Regions from separate parts of the Sus scrofa genome. Here region 1 is linked to region 2. The links are chromatin contacts, called in public HiChIP or PLAC-seq maps. All regions are on one chromosome and are shown on one strand. The core of a region is the stretch at or near the end of the contact, and the rest is flanking DNA. Distances in the headings are between cores, read along the strand shown. Region 1 has its middle 26 kb from the start of NPBWR1. Region 2 overlaps ATP6V1H (ATPase H+ transporting V1 subunit H).

The links. HiChIP or PLAC-seq counts read pairs in DNA pulled down with a chosen protein or histone mark.
Region 1: a contact with region 2 is called in an H3K27ac HiChIP or PLAC-seq map of alveolar macrophages. The contact joins two enhancer-like sites. A contact is called at or near these places in 2 of 47 Hi-C or Micro-C datasets (both in embryonic fibroblasts) and 1 of 2 datasets of contacts at active chromatin or transcription factors (alveolar macrophages).

Annotation. Positions count from the first base shown.
Region 1 is chr4:77,565,426-77,568,125 of Sscrofa11.1, forward strand. No RefSeq gene overlaps it. Among named protein-coding and RNA genes, the nearest start is that of NPBWR1, 26 kb to the left of the region's middle. Within about 2 kb of position 1,381, at least 5 of the 83 cell types and tissues checked have an H3K27ac peak or open chromatin away from gene starts, as enhancers often do. A contact at or near this core is called in alveolar macrophages, where this site is marked.
Region 2 is chr4:77,227,739-77,230,438 of Sscrofa11.1, forward strand. The region is part of intron 7 of ATP6V1H (ATPase H+ transporting V1 subunit H); the gene reads left to right. Among named protein-coding and RNA genes, the nearest start is that of ATP6V1H, 18 kb to the left of the region's middle. Within about 2 kb of position 1,268, at least 5 of the 83 cell types and tissues checked have an H3K27ac peak or open chromatin away from gene starts, as enhancers often do. A contact at or near this core is called in alveolar macrophages, where this site is marked.

The DNA of each region.
Region 1 (2,700 bases), core at 131-2,630, 340 kb after region 2:
GCAGAGCAAGGTTGGACCACGGTGTCCTGGACACTGGAAGTCTGGGGTCGGAACTTCCTTGAGTGCAACACAGAAGCCACAGCCAGGATCCCCATTCAGCACAGGGAAAAGAATTCTACTTCGGAAAAGCCAAGCTCGCTGCCATGTGGGCGGATGGAGGGGACAGGACAGGTCTTCAGCTGCTTTGTGCCCTGAAGAGCCAAAAGAATAGAAAGCAGGGCTGGTTGACTCCATGGGGTAGAGCAGTGGAGGGGAAGGCATGTGGTTTTAAGGAGAGGGGAGACCCCAGGAATGTTCTCTCCCTAGCTTGAGTATTGTGCACAGAGCACTGACTGCAGCGGTGGTGGCGGGACTTCAGTTCGGAGCATCTGTGTACTCCGGGTCAGGGGCACACTCAGGATGATGCTCATGCCTCAGAAGTCACCATGACCAGAGGCAATAGAAACTGTGCGGAAATACAAGCATGTGTATCACTTTCTCCATAACGGAGGACGTGATGGTATGTTTCCCCATGCTCAGAAAAAAAAAAAAGGGACAAAATAGCTTCTATGAAGCCACCAGCGAGAACAGACAAAGCATCACAGACTCAGCAAAAGGGGAAGAACGGCAACAACTCTTCTTCAACAACAACTTCAACAATGGTGATCCTCTTCTGCCTGTGGTGACCCCTTCTGCCTGCAGTCCCCTCCTGCAGCACTGGCCCACCCAGGGCAGGAGTGAAGAGAGAAGGCAGCTGGGTGATGGAACCTGGGCCCACAGAGAAGCAGAGGGACAAGGGCCCCCCTTAGCTGGAGCACTTCCTCCCCAAACTCAGGTCCTGGAACTAGAACCTGCTGTGCTCCTCAGTTGTACACACACACACACACACACACACACACACACACACACACACCAGACACTTCCCTGCAAATACAGGCACATTCCTTAACCACTTGCCAGATCTCCTTAGGTACGATGCATGTTGACTTTTTTTCCTGTTGCACAGTTATGTTTGCCTGTAGCCAAAAAGCTGGCATGACCGTGAGGTGGGCAGTCACTCCGAGCTGGATTCTGAGTTCACGGTTCATCATCTCATCTTCTTCCGTGTTTCCTAGTAGCTGTGCCTCGGTTCACACAAAGTACCCTTTATAAAGGGCTTAACTTCAACATAAATGCATTTTTTAGACGGTCATAGTCTCTGTGAACCCATCCCAGTGCATAATTTTTCACTGGCTGAGTAAGTTTTGACTAAAACAGAAGCAAAAACAAAGCACTTTTCTTTTTGACCACACCCAAGACATGCAGAAGTTTCCAAATCGGCACCACGGCAGTGACAATGCCAGATCCTTAACCCACTGAGTCACAAGGCATCTCCAAAACCAGAACACTTTCAACCACATCAGTAGAAACCCACAAGAATCACGTCTTCACTACAGCATGAGTCAAAAGCACACTGGAAGATGGGGAGCTGCTGCAAGAATAAGCGTGTGTTATGGGGCCAGATCATTTTAGTGCACCGGTCACCCAGATGCAGTTTCACACCAAATATACTTATCTATGCTTTCTAGCTAAATAAACTCGATATTTATCTAGGCATGTTTTAATGCAGACTTGTGTTAAAACAACACAAGTTCAGCTGAGTAAACAGAAGGTTCTAATTGGCTTTACTAAGTGATTCATGAGTCAGACACCATCCCATCCAGCAGGGCAGAGGCGCTCCAAGGAGCTATGCAAACTGAAGGCTTTTATAGGCAGGAGGATGGAAAAGGGGAATTGCTTCTGGCTACAGGTAACTTGCCCCTGGGGGACAAAGGGGAGCTACGTGGCAAGCACAGCCTGAATACTTTTAGGGAAAAAAATCACAACATAGATTAACTTACTGTAGCAGATATTCAAACATTTAATAATTATTCAGTAATCAGAACGCGTTGTCTTGAAATAACAATAAGAAAAGAAAAATGAGTCAAGAGGCAGAATTAGGCATCATATCATAAAATATAACAAAGTATCATTTCAAATTGTTAAAGATGGGATGTTTAAGGTATGGCTATGTAAACGTCTTGCACTAAGTACAGAACATAAATATCAGAGAAATTACAACCTAAACATTAAAGAACTAAACTAACATTTCAACTTCTGAAACTGCGACAGCGGCAAGAATAACTGAAAAGGACTGCCTGTGCCTATTTGTCACAGAAGAAATAGTTAAATAAAGCAGGTGTAACACTATGCCACAGCCTTCACCACCAGAGAGAGTAAGTGCATTTATTTATGCTGACATTTAAAGTTCCCGAGAAACTAAAAAGAATAAGGTAGACTTATTTATACTGACATTTTAAGTTTCCAAGACACACTGCTGCATGGAAAAAGCCAGTGGAAATGAGCAGACATGAACCTTCATCTCATTTATGGTCCCACAAGGAGATACTGGGATTGGGGATGTGAACAGGGAGTGATCAGGATGCTGGGCACAAGTATGAGCGCTGGGTACCCCTGGGAGGGGGCAGGGGGTGTAGCCATTGGATGGAAAAGTGGAGAAGACTTTCATCCTTCACTCCAAGTTCTTCTGTAGAGTTGAACACCCTGAGGTGTGATGAAAAGGAGAAATACATTTCATGAATTTCTACCAAAGAAACTGCAGGACAAAAGCCATCGTCTCTTAATAGAAATGGCATTCCTCAAACACATACAAACCTTTCAAAGGAAAACATCATCAGATTT
Region 2 (2,700 bases), core at 18-2,517:
AGCTCAAAGTGTAGGTGAAGGAGTTCCCATCGTGGCACAGTGGAAACGAATCAGACTAGGAACCATGAGGCTGCAGGTTCAATCCCTGGCCTCATTCAGTGGGTTAAGGATCCAGTGTTGCCATGAGCTGTGGTGTGGGTCTCAGACACGTCTCAGATCCCGCATTACTGTGGCTGTGGTGTAGGCCGGCGGCTACAGCTCCTATTGGACCCGTAGCCTGGGAATCTCCCTGTGCCGCGGGTGTGGCCCTGAAAAGACAAAAAAGACCAAAAAGAAAAAAAAATGTAGGTGAGGTCTGCCTGGCTTCCTTTGCTGAAATATTTCTGGGAAACTGGAAAGCATCTTTAGGGGATGGTGTCTCCTACCTGCCTGTAACACACCTAAACAGAGCTCCATCAAAGCCTTTCAGTGTCTGCCTTCATCACTGGTGCTTCTGTAACCTGCAGGGAACATCCCTGTGTGTGTTGAGTCCATTTCAGAATAGATAATGGGGCTTTTTGTGGGGCATGGAGTGAAGGATTTGCCAAGTGGTGTGTTAGGCCAGAAGATGGCCATCAGCCTTCTGAAATGGGACAGAATGAGGTGTAGAAGCAGGTGATCTTGGGGTCAGGGTGGGGAAGGAGGTGGTAGGCAGGGAGTTTAGACATTCAGCTATAAGCAGGTGTTTAATTGGGAATCTTTATATGACTTTTTATTTCTACCAGTTTGAATTTTGAAAAATCATTTATTCGAAAAGTTGTAGGCTTGTTTGTAAATTTTTAAAAAGGTATTTTCAGCAACATATGTCTTGTACATGTAAGCAGTTGTTAAGGTGCTTGTAAGTTATTAAAGCTCAGTCATGAGGTACAGGCTTTGGTGATGTGACATTTGTCGTTGGCTCTTTTCCGTCCAGTGTGTGGGAAAAGCAGAACTGATCTGTTGACTTGGCAGGGGTTCATGAAGGGGTTTGTCTGGTAGACACAGACCCCTGCACCTCAACCGGAATTAGCATCGGGGTAGTTTGGCGTTTGGCCTTTGAAGGGCTTTTTAGTGCTCCTCAAACCTGAACATAGTCTGTCTCTTCCGGAAGATGCCTGCATTTCTGGAAGGCTACAACTCGGAAGCAGACTTTAACATGTTGAGAGTGGGCATCAGCCCTTCCTTTGACGCCACATTTCAGCAGGGCTCTGAATCGGTACCGGGTGGTTTTGGAGCCCTCGCCATGTGTGGGCCCTGTTTGCTCACTTTGTCACCTCTCCTCGAGTAACCACACTCCGTCTTTGATGTAGGTCTTTGCAGAAGCCATGCTTCAGGGCTGAGCAGAGGCCACAGGAGGGGCACACAGGCTCGTGAGCAGCCAAACCTGCCCCACCCCAGGTGCACACCGAGGCACGTGGCTGGGACCGGGACCCTCAGGGGTCCTCCATTTTGCTTAGGCTCCCCAGACTGTTAAAATGTACCAGCATCGGGTCTTCAGATCCCTTCGGGTCTTCAGAGCAGACAAGCAGTTGGTAAACTGCATTCCATGTTGTCGCCACTTGGGGTCACTGTAAAACAGATGAAACAAGTTGGAGGCTGCAGAATGAGAAATCAGCCTTCATGCCACAGTCTTGACTTTTCAGATGGCATGACTGCTTCGGGATCCGTTATGAGTGGGTCATTTCAGTTGTTCTGCTTTAGAGGATTGTATGTAAATTAAATTTTCTTGAAACGCATTGTGTTGTTTTTACCCAGATGTAAAAATAACGAACATCAGAGTACATGTACTAACCCTCTCGCACCTCAGACTGCTCAGTTCTCTGTTGGCTCTTGCGTGGGAATTATCAGTCCTGTTCTTTCGTGGAAGCCGCGCAGCCTTACAAGTTGATTGTTGTGTTGCTGCCCTGACCTCAGCAGGCATACTGTGCTCCCAAACTTTGGAGGATGTGGGAGAATCTGGGCATTCTCTTCCCTCGGTCCAGCTTCACTCATGCACATGCACAGTGGCCCTGGTGGCAGGAACCGAGGCCTGCCTTGTTGAAGCTTGTATGCAAGCATGAACACCAGTGGAATGAATATTGAGCATAGATTTGTGGAGCCTTTGAGGTACAGTGAGAGCCAAGGTTCCTTTCTGACAGTGCAGGTGGTCTAGGGTGGTGCTGTCCGGCTGCTTCCCAGCACTGCAAGGACAGATGGCTTCTGCGGCCTGGATTGGATAGCAGGTGCAATGGATTTGAAAGTAAGGTGGAGTGTCTTCTGCATTCCAGGCGGCGTAACCAGCCCAGTGAATGGTGTAGCATTAAGGAATACTTCTTTGAAGTGAAGAGCATCATGGACTTAAAACCTTTATATAGATTGAGTTGTTAAAAGTGCAGTAGACCTCTATAAGATTTATTAAAGGAAAACAAAGTTGCAAATCAAAGTTTTTCTTGTTTTGTTTTGTTTTTTAAAGACATACATAGAACATGTAGAAAATTTCAGCAAGGTAACGTAGGGATCTATTAATAGTGGGTAATCTAGGAGGGGTACTGGGGGTGGGAAGAGTGACCTGTTTTTGTGCCGTCTTACACTGATTGGCTATTTTATCATAAACATGTATGGAGCATCTCCTGTAGAACTCAGGTCAGTAAAAGTCATGCACACAACTGTTAACAATAAAGGCTCCTTCCTACTCACAAGCCATACTTCTGATTTATAATTGTTCTTAACACTTGGATGCTGATCATGTCAGCCGCTTGTGGG